Regions from separate parts of the Mus musculus genome. Here region 1 is linked to region 2. A link is a contact called in public Hi-C data. All regions are on one chromosome and are shown on one strand. Each heading gives the region's core, a stretch centred on a gene start, on an enhancer-like site or on the middle of the called end of the contact. The rest is flanking DNA. Distances are from core to core; before and after follow the strand shown. Region 1 holds the start of LOC115486907 (a long non-coding RNA gene). Region 2 holds the start of Pard3 (par-3 family cell polarity regulator).

Region 1 (4,659 bases), core at 17-2,516, 370 kb after region 2:
TACTCTCTTTGACATTTATGCTTGGGTATGGGCTGGTGGCTGCAAGACTCTGGTCTCTGTTTGCCCCCAGAGCTGTATATCTGCCTCTTCCCTTTGCATGGCTCTCTTCTTCTCTTGATTAGCTCCAAAGCGTTGGGACAACTCTTAATAGCAGTCCTTATATCAAACAGTAGGCTTGTGAATATGTAGAACCTTGTTCTAGCCCCAGTCTATTAACCTGAGGATTCACATCTTGTGTGGGTCCCACTGTGGCCACAGAAGGCAGCTTGTCAATGACTAGAGTCAAAAATGGAGGCTGCAAGAAGGTATCTATGGGGCAACTTTTGGAGTTGACTGGGGAGTGGAAGTAGAAGGCCTGAGTATTTTTGATCTTTTGGCCCATGCCTGCAGCATGTACCCTTGCTGGTTTGAACAATGCCCATTACAGGTGGAAGCTAGAAACTGTAGTAAGTCCATCAGCAAACACTCTGGCTTTCCACATCACCCTGTTCCCCACCCCCAACCCCAGAGCATCACCTGATCTGTGATGCTAATCTTTCCTCTTCTACATCCCTGAAGGCCATCTATTACTGGCCTCTTCCTCTCTGACATCACCTAGCACCAGAACCTCTTCTTTCTATCTTTCTAACCCCCTACCTGAATATCCTTCCCACCTACACACACACACACACACACACACACACACACACACACACACAGATGGCTTCACTGTTAAATCTGTGGTATTTTTGCTTTACAGGGTGGTGGATCTAAAACTGCAAACTGCACTCAGCTACATTGACACTTCCTGCCACACTTCTTGTTACAGTGTCTCTTTTCTCCTTTCCACTGGCTGGTGCCTATGAGTAACTGCTTCCTTGGGTTAAAGTTGACAATGGCAGAGAATGTTAGATTCTTCACCTGCCTTGAGGAAGGACAAGGGTGAAGCCTTGGCCGACTGGTACACAGTACCCAGGAATTCTAACAGAAGTTAACTGAGCATAACTCCTTTCTCGACTTCCACCTTTGTGCTTACGGTTTCTTCTACAGCCTTTGGGGCAGCTCTACCCAGTTCTCTGGGACTGTTCAGAGTGCCTGACCTCTGAACAGCCTCTCCTCAGAGCAGCCATCAAACATTCCCCCAGAAGCCAGTATAAACATACCCCTGGTTCCTGGATCATTAACTGTAAGTGGAGTTTTACACCCTAAGCCATAAAGGGTAGCCTTCTAAGCAGGACTTTGCAGATCCAGGTGCTGGCAGAATTCAGTCACTAGCATCAGAACCACACTAAGCAAGATGGCACTCCCTACTGCATTCCTGAGCTGATCTGTATCACCTGGCACTCCTTGACCTCAGGATGATGGCCTTGGGAGCACCTTCCTTTAGCTGGCTTTCCAAAATTCCCTTTTTCATGTATCTCGTTCTCTGGCCAGTGTTCCTAGCTACTTCCTAGAAACCTACACCCTTGTCCTTTCTCATACGGGTCAACTTCTTTTAAACCTAGACAGTGGCAGCAAGTATTGAGCAACCCAGACCAGTGTAGTAAGCAGTAGACGGGTAATCGAGACACTCTTGTCTGAAGGAACCATGCATTTGTGGCAATGCCAGTGCCACCTTTGGAAGAGCATCCCATTGTTCACATCTGCCTTGCACATGTGTGTCCTGGCACTAAGCAGATATCCTACAGGGTATTTCCACTTTATGTAACATGTTGCATGTCTGTTACATGTTATGATAGATGTTTTCTTCTGTGTCCAGCCTTGCACAGAAGGTATCTAAGCCATGTGCATTCCCACATGTTGGGCTATTCATAGCACCCAGGTCTTAGGCTGTATGCTCCAGTGGTGATGGATTCAAGCATGATGTAATGCTACAGTTGCCACATGAGGGTGTTGCTAAGATTCAAAGCATCAGATTCAGAAAATGAGGTAGGATCCTTCCCTCAAGCCAAGCACCCTCAAAGGGTGTGAGCAGCCACTGCGGCTTATGTCAGCATCAGGTATTTTTCTCCCTGGATGGCAATTCACACATGCAGGCACACATGTGCCTTGACAACAGGGGGTGCTCTGGAGCTGTTACAGTCTCCTGCAGGGCAACCTGTAATGCACATGCTGCCGCTGTGTGAACTCAGCTGGGACCTAACCCACTCCTGCAGCTCAGAATCTTCAGGCACTCCTAAATGAGGTGTGGTTTGACAGGGCGATGACAGCCACACCTCCTTACCCTCTCTTTCCATAATATTTATAATATTTATATTGTGATTAACTGCTCCCCACCCCCAGGCTCTCTATCTCTCCTTATGTAACTATTTTCTGTCTTTGCAAAAGAAAACTAAGGGGATCCAGGGATGTGGCTCTGTGGGCCCACACTGTATCGATTGAGCATACATGTAGACCTATTACTGGGAGTGGAGGGCGGGGGTGGGGTGGGGATGAAGGCTGAAGGATAGGAAGGTCAAAGTCACCCTACACTACAGGACCCCCCCTTATCTCAGGAAGAGAAAGATGACATCATATTCTTGGTCTCCATAGTAACAGATGGGCTGGGCTGAGTGGACTGCGAACACCTGTCCTCCTGTCATTCCTTCTACTCATTGCTCGTTTCTGTTTGGTGACAGCACTGCTCCTGGGTCCTGTTTCTGGCTTTGTAGGGCACATGCAGGCCATGACTTCTTTACGGGAAGAACTTTCCTTGGGCAGCCTGCTGCAGCTGGCATTTAGCGGCCATTGCCTGCTGAAACTGGTGTACATCTGCTGAGAACATTATTTTCCCTAACCCATGTAATCCTCGCCATAATCCTAGAAGGTGCTATTTTTAGCTGCATTTTATGGGTAGAGAGACTAACAACACCGGGGCTCAATAAGTGACTTAACTTGCCAAATCACTCTGTGAAGTGGGGGTGGTGCACACTGAAATCCAGCCAGGTGCCAAGCTGGCCAGCCATTTTGTCTCTTTTGGGGACCATGCTGCCGGACCTGTGCATGGGCCACAGCTGCGGTGAAATCCACCCCAACGCTATTGTGTGTGCTGCCAAAGCAAGTGTTCCTGTTCTAGCTCTGAGCTACAGGAGTTTGTGCCCTTTGGTCCTGACCAGTTTCGTTTCTGCCTGATTTCCTCACTGTTTTCTCTCTATGCCTCCGAGCTCTTTTGTTATCCCCAAGTTATTCTTTTCTTTCCTCCCCCACCCAGCCCTTTTCTGGGATAGAACCCAAGGCTTCCTGCTCGCTAGGCAAGCACTCTGCTGTTTGCTTACACTTCCCCAGCCCATCCTCCAAAACTGAGCATAAGGCTCTTGTTACTGAATCAAACATACCTCCTCTCCTAAGTGACTGTCCTTCATGTGATGACAGAATCCCTTCACCAACACTGACGGTAAGCACAGCCTGCTCATTCTCTTCCTACTGTTCAGGATAGTCCCACAGAGCTCTGGTGCCAGTCACAATGCTACCAGCCATTTACCCCATTCCTTACGTGCACTTTCCTGCACCTCAGACCGTTCTCCACCTCTTCTGTTCTTCGCTCTCGAAACAAGTATACAGTCATCCTTGCCTGCTGCTCAGAACCTGTCTGCACTCCTTCCCCCAGGGATAATTCTACCTTGGCTGTCTCTGCCTGCCCACCTGATGCTGACTGTGCAGAAGAGCATGTTGCTCCTCTCAGGCTCCGCCCACGACAAGCTGCTGTACTCAGCACGTCTCCTGCTGAGGTTCTCTCTGGAATCTTCAAGCCTCACCTTTAGGGTCCAGGGAGGTGGCTAAGTGCTGGAGCATTTTTTTCTACCATGTATGAGGTCCTGGTTCTGTGTCTAGCCACTGTCTGTTTATTCGGCAACTCTTAGCCATTCCCTATCCTCATAACTGGTGGGAACCACATCTCAAGGTGAACTTTTAAACCTCAAGAATTTCACTTTTTTTTTTTTTTAATTCCAGAGGGTGGGGAGTAGTTTTTATGCTTAGTTCTGGAATAGCCCTGAGTCTGGCAGGCACCTTCTCCACCACTGGACTACATGCTCCAAAGCCTTTTTCCTGTTTTGCAATTACAGATGATGTCATCTTTCTCTCTCGGAGGGTTGATTCTGATATAGTTACTTATAAGAAAACAATCATGGGTGCTAGTAGACTGAAATTGTCCTCGTTTTGTTGTTGTTTGTTAGTCTAAGGCAGGGCTTCTATAGCCCAGCTGTCTTGAAACTTACTATGTAACCACTATGTAACCTAGGACTTTGACCTTCAGAGCCTGCTGCTTCCATCTGGGAGTACTAAGAGACAGGCATGTCCCAACCAACAAACCAGGTTCTCTTCAGGGCTGACGATAAGCCCCTGGGCTTGGCCCTGCTAGGAAAGCCCCTCCCAGCAGAGACACATCCCCACCCGTTCACCTGTGAAGCGTTCCCTGGGCAATACAGCAGCTCCTGGACATTGATTGGAGTGTGGTGGCAAAGTAGAAGTTGTCACGTCTGCAATCCTGCCACTGAGCCGCCCTGGCTGTAATGAAGGAAGGTTGATCACTCTCTGGCCAGGCTTGGTTTGGCATGCCCTCCCTAGGGGTGTGGACTTGCAAATGAGCAGCCAAACCACTGAGCAGCTGCCTGTCAGCACTTACAGTTAAAAATTAACTTTGACTGCTCCTCTGGGCAGTCCCTGCTGAAGCTCACCCACAGTGAAGGAAGTTGGTATGAC
Region 2 (5,273 bases), core at 2,533-5,032:
CAATGTCATTCCTCAGTTGATGGTCATATATGTATATGTGTGTATGTATATTATATATGCACTCTCCAAGTAGATCAGTGAGCCCCAGGGGTCCACCTGTCTCTTCCTCTCCACACTGAGGTTAGGCACTGTGTTTACAAGTAATACCACCAAATCTGGCTTTTGTTTTTGTTTTTGTTTTTGTCCCTCTCAACCCCACCCTAGGTTTCTGGGGATTGAATAGAGCCATCTTCTCAGATCCTATCTCCTTCATTTTCAATTATTAACTTTCTCAGGGTGAGCTGTTTGGTACAATGACTTTCTGACACATATGGAGTGTGTGAGTGTAGCTGGATAAAATTGAAGTTATATTCTGTGTGGTCACATGCACCCACCCAAGCATAGGCACAAAGCCCAGATAAACCCTAATTAATTCTCAGAACTCTCTGGGGTATTCATAACCAATTGAATCAATTAGCTGTGAAACAGAAATACAGACAAAGGCCGTGATTATTTTTTTAACTAGAAACTCTAGACTTTAAGAAAGTAAACAAATTATAAGATATTTACACAACAACATTTGACCCCTGACTTTCATAATTTTGCTTCTCAAAGAGATCAGGTTTTGCTTTAATGCTTACCTCAGACGAGAAGCTATTTGCTAAGCTGAATATTTTATTGACCTGAAGGAGGTCTGGCTATGATCCATCTTTATAGTTAGATGTTATTTAAGGAATATAGTGGCAGAAATAAATTAATTATTTGTCATAGAATTTTGTGAAGTTTTTCAAGACAGCAAAGGGTCTGGCATCTAAGTAATTATGAAGTATTAATTTTAATGAATTTTAATATAGAGATTCATTGCATATATATGTGTGTAAAGAGTAGGGACTAATGGTATATCTGAGTTGTTAGAATGCTTGGTCAGAATGTATAAAGCCTCAGATTATACCACCAGCATTTCCTAAACCAAGGACGGTGGCCCATGCTTGTAATCCAGCACTCTGGAGGTAGAGGAAGAGATTCATAAGTTCAGGATCGTCTTTAAGTACATAATGAGTTAAAGGCCAGTCTGGGACCTGAGAAACTATATCTAAAAGAAAAAAAAAAAAAAACAACTCAATACAAGCACTCAATTTGGCTGTTTTTAGGATCTGCATGGTAAGCTATCTCAAGACTCCAAGGCTGTGCCTAATTCATGAGAATTCAGTTCCATCTGTAGGTACTGAGGCTGCTTACCAGCAAAGCTATGAGGATGTCACAGAACTATACAGGTGAGCTATGGGAAAGCTAGTATATGATTCCACCTTAAGATGTTACCATGTTTCAGGACCTCAAGTTGATGGTGTATGGCTGTACTAGGGAGGGAGGTGGTATGCTTCTAAGAGAGAAGACATTTGATTGACATCTTTTTAGTTGCTTATCAAAGCTTGGGGCATCTTCAACTATGATGCACAAGATTAATGATCATATTTCTATTCAGCTAGCCAGATAAAGTCTTAATCTTTATTATTATTATTATTAACAACAGTACATGGTCTTATGTAGTCCAGGCTGTTCTTTAACTTGCCATGTTTCTGCAAATTACTTGCTATGTGTTGGGGTTACAGATGTGAAGTTTTTATGGAGTGCTAGAGATCAAACTCAGGGGTTTGAACATATTAGACAAGCATTCTACTTAGTATATTCCAGTCCTTGTCTAGTTATATCTTCAGCTTCTTTGAGATATCTTTGCTTACTGCTCTCCAATCATTTGATGTCCTGCCCAGGCTTTGTTAGCATACTATATACCATGGCCACTAGACTCTGCTATGTTACAGGCTCTCACATACTAGTGTATATATATATATACACATATTATATATACACACACATATATATATACATATATATATAATATGTCATACATGTCATATAACATAGCATATATAATATAGCATTAAGATTTTTCATATACAATTTTGTTTGATCCTTACAATTTATGAGATGCATCTCACCAATTTCTTTCCTCAGCTGGCAAAGACAAGGCTGGGGAGAGAGTTAACATCATAGTTGAAAGTACTATTGTTCAAACCTAGAACTTAACCTAAATCAGTGCCTTTTTGTTTTTTTGGACAAAGTCCACTAGCAACTTTATACTCCTCCCATGTGTCAAAAACAGAAACACTACCTTTAATTACCCATAATTATTGTGGGTGCAAGTGTTGTTTTTATTTATATTTTATTTAATGGCTCTCTCTCTCTCTCTTTCTCTCTGTGTGTATGTGTGTGTGTGAAGGTCAGTGGAAAATTGTTGGGGGCTGTTCTCTTTTCTCACCATGTAGGATCTGGGGTTAGAATTCAGGTAGTCTTGGTGGTCGGCACCTGGCAGGCTGAGCCATCTTGGTGGCCCATGGACACAAGTATTGCTAAGATCCCAAACAAGAAAACCTCAGCAGGACTCACCGACATAGTGCGACCAGCACAGGCACTGGTAGACAAGTTGAATGATAGATATAGCCATGTAGAGATAATAAGAGTCTTTCCCATGGCTATGTGCACGCAAGAGTTCTCTTGTGGACTTTGGGAGGGTGAATTCTTGACGGACCCCTGAAAGGACGATACATTTGCTGGGACCAGTGATCATCGGATGGACTGAGAGCAGTCAGAAGGGAGAAAATGTGATGTTTCCTCTGACCTAGAGCCGCATGGCCAAGGAGACTGTGCAGGAGTCTAAAAAGCCAAGGGATTTCTTTGTTTTGCTTATTATTTTTAAAAGAAAGGAGGGATGGATGGAGAGCCCTCAGCACCAGCTGTAGATGCTCAAATTCTGGGGACCACAGGAGTTTTAATAGGCTTAAAATATCATGCAAATTAACTGTCAAACTGAACTTACTGTATTGTGTGGGACAAACTCAGGTCAACAGCGACTCTCTTGAAGTTTGCCATTCTTTGAAGACAACATTTATTTAAGGATCACATTTTCTAAGTAAGTCAGAAAGCAGCTTCAGTCACTTCTCTAGACTTGGTCCACTTTGTTATTAAACACCTTAGAGTTTGCTTATCACCCACTCCCTGTGGAGTTGGGGGTGTGTCAGTGCCTGAGTTTTGAGGCAGCCTTAGCAGCGAGGGAATAGCCTATCTAGAACAGCCTTCCCTCCGAGCGTTCGTACTGTGTTTTTTTTCAGAGGGTTTTAGGTTGCTTAGATTGAGGAATTTTCAAGAAACAGATGTATTTGAACTGCGGTGTTAAGTCCTGCTTATTTAAACAAGTGGGTCACCAAGAAACTTTAAGGTAAATAGTGGCCTCAAGAGGAAGTACCAGGGCGTCCACGCGTCTTCAACCTCTCTCGGGAGCAGCCAATTAATCTCTGCTACAGAACAGCGCCGCCCGGCCTTGCACCGGAGCCAGGCACTTAGGATAGAAACCCTGCTTTGCCTGACCTGGAGCTTCCTATCTTCGCCAGCGCGACTCGGTGGCTCTCGGGCTCTAAAGGCGTCTCCGAGCTTAAACTGCTTTCTCCCAGGAAGGGGATTAAAAGTCACAAAGAAAGGAAGAGGACCTCGCTGGAGCCCTCTGGGGGCGTGGGTGGGGCGTCCCGGAGTGGGCCTCCCACTGCAGCCTACGGCAAGTGGGCTGGAGGAGGACGCGCCCTGCCCCGCGCTGGCCCGAGCACAGCGCCGCGGGCTGCGACGCGCTTCGCCGTGCGGTGAACCGAGCGGCCGGGCAGCGGCGGAGGCCTCGGGGCGCCCCGCCCTGCGCCTCCTCCTGCCGCCTGCGCGCGGTGCTGTGCGCCCAGCCCGTCGCTGCTCCTCCTCCCTGCCTCGCCGTCCCCTCCTCGGAGTCCCGACTGAGCGCGAGCGCCACACGGCCCCGGGCCGCCGCCGAGCGCGCCAAGACGCCGAGACGCCGAACAGGTGGCCGGAGGCTGCAGGCGCCCGGGCGGGGACAGGCAAGGCCAGGCGAAGGCGGCCGGGCTGGACATGGTAGCCGGGCAGCTCTGTGCGGCCGCCTGCTCGCGCCTCTAGCCGCCGGCGCGCCGGCGCAGCGGCCCCACCGCGCCCTGCGTACAGTCTCCCGGCCCAGCGCCGCTCCGGCCACGGACAGCGAGGGACGGCGGCATGAAAGTGACCGTGTGCTTCGGGAGGACCCGGGTGGTCGTGCCGTGCGGAGATGGCCGCATGAAAGTTTTCAGCCTCATCCAGCAGGCGGTGACCCGCTACCGGAAGGCCGTGGCCAAGGTGAGTGGCCTGGGGCGCGCGGCGGGGAGCGGACGGGGGAAAGGCGCGGGGATCAATATGGCGCTTCCTGGAGACGGAGGAGGGAGACCGGGAGGCGGGGAAAGGGAAAGTGCCGCAGCCGACGGCCTCGCCGGCGCCCCCGGCCCGGACCCGCGGCCGTAAAGTTCTCGGCGCGCTCCGGCTGGGCCGCGATCGCCACCCTCACGGTCCCTGGACACTGTCTGGGTCCTCCGGGCTTAGGAGTGGACGGCCGGGTGCCCAGAGCCCGCACGGGGCGAGGCAGAGTGCGGCACGCGGGAGGCGCGGCGTTGCCTGGCGGGGCGCCTTTGCCCGACCGTCCGCGGGCCCTGGCAATCCAGCTCCAGGCCTCTCCCGGAGCAGGCCTGTCCCGGAGGGTTGCCCACGGAACTTTGGGGAGTGTGGGAAGAGTTGAGCGATCTGGTACACGCGGGAGCCGCAGCCGGGCCGTGGACCTTCTGTGTTCTTGCGGGATCTCCGAGTCGCGCGTGCAGCCGTGTTTGGGTCGGCCAGGCTCATGGGCTAAGGTGGGGGCGATGGAGTGGCTCCGGTGCTCGGCTCCTTAAAACACCTAAGCCTAGACTCGCTCCTGGAGTCAGAACTCCCTCTGGCTCTCTACCCCTACCTAGCTGGATGTGCTCCAGTGAGGAGCCCGGGCTTCACTGGGCCTGGGGTCGAAGTAGCCTCTATTTCTCTGTTTTCCTCATGGAGAACATTGTCTCCATTAAACCGCATTCCTCCATAATAGGTCAGAAGTGGAAGGGCGTTTTGTAGGTTGTTTTACCCTCTGTGTTTGACAACAGCCCACGCTGAAGTTTCGTTCTAGCACCTGAGGATATTTCCTTTGTATGAGAGTGGAATGTGTTCCCTTTGGTATTTCCCCGTCTGTTGTCTGTTCAGTGGCCTGCCTTCTGTGACTTCAGAACAAGCGAGAGGAGAAGGTGGCTTTGTCTGCATATGTCGCTGAATGCTCGTGGGTCACCCTCCATTTTTCGCTGAAATTAAGAAAGGGCAAAATGGTTACACCGTTGTTTTGTTTTGTTTTGTTTTTAGTC

Evidence for each region. A called contact is a pair of places that touch in the nucleus more often than the background predicts.
Region 1: a contact with region 2 is called in a Hi-C map of embryonic stem cells, with 3 times the contacts expected there. The contact joins the enhancer-like site here to the promoter of Pard3 in region 2. A contact is called at or near these places in 2 of 484 Hi-C or Micro-C datasets (embryonic stem cells and liver) and 2 of 115 datasets of contacts at active chromatin or transcription factors (embryonic limb bud and pancreatic cancer cells).

What each region holds. Positions count from the first base shown.
Region 1 is chr8:127,436,730-127,441,388 of GRCm38.p6, forward strand. The region is part of intron 20 of Pard3 (par-3 family cell polarity regulator); the gene reads left to right. It overlaps LOC115486907 (a long non-coding RNA gene), which reads right to left and starts at 4,556. Exons shown (of 2, transcript XR_003947489.1): 1 at 4,359-4,556. Within about 2 kb of position 1,267, at least 18 of the 459 cell types and tissues checked have an H3K27ac peak or open chromatin away from gene starts, as enhancers often do. A contact at or near this core is called in embryonic stem cells, where this site is marked.
Region 2 is chr8:127,060,274-127,065,546 of GRCm38.p6, forward strand. It overlaps Pard3 (par-3 family cell polarity regulator), which reads left to right and starts at 3,783. Exons shown (of 25, transcript NM_001309391.1): 1 at 3,783-4,200. The coding sequence starts at 4,081.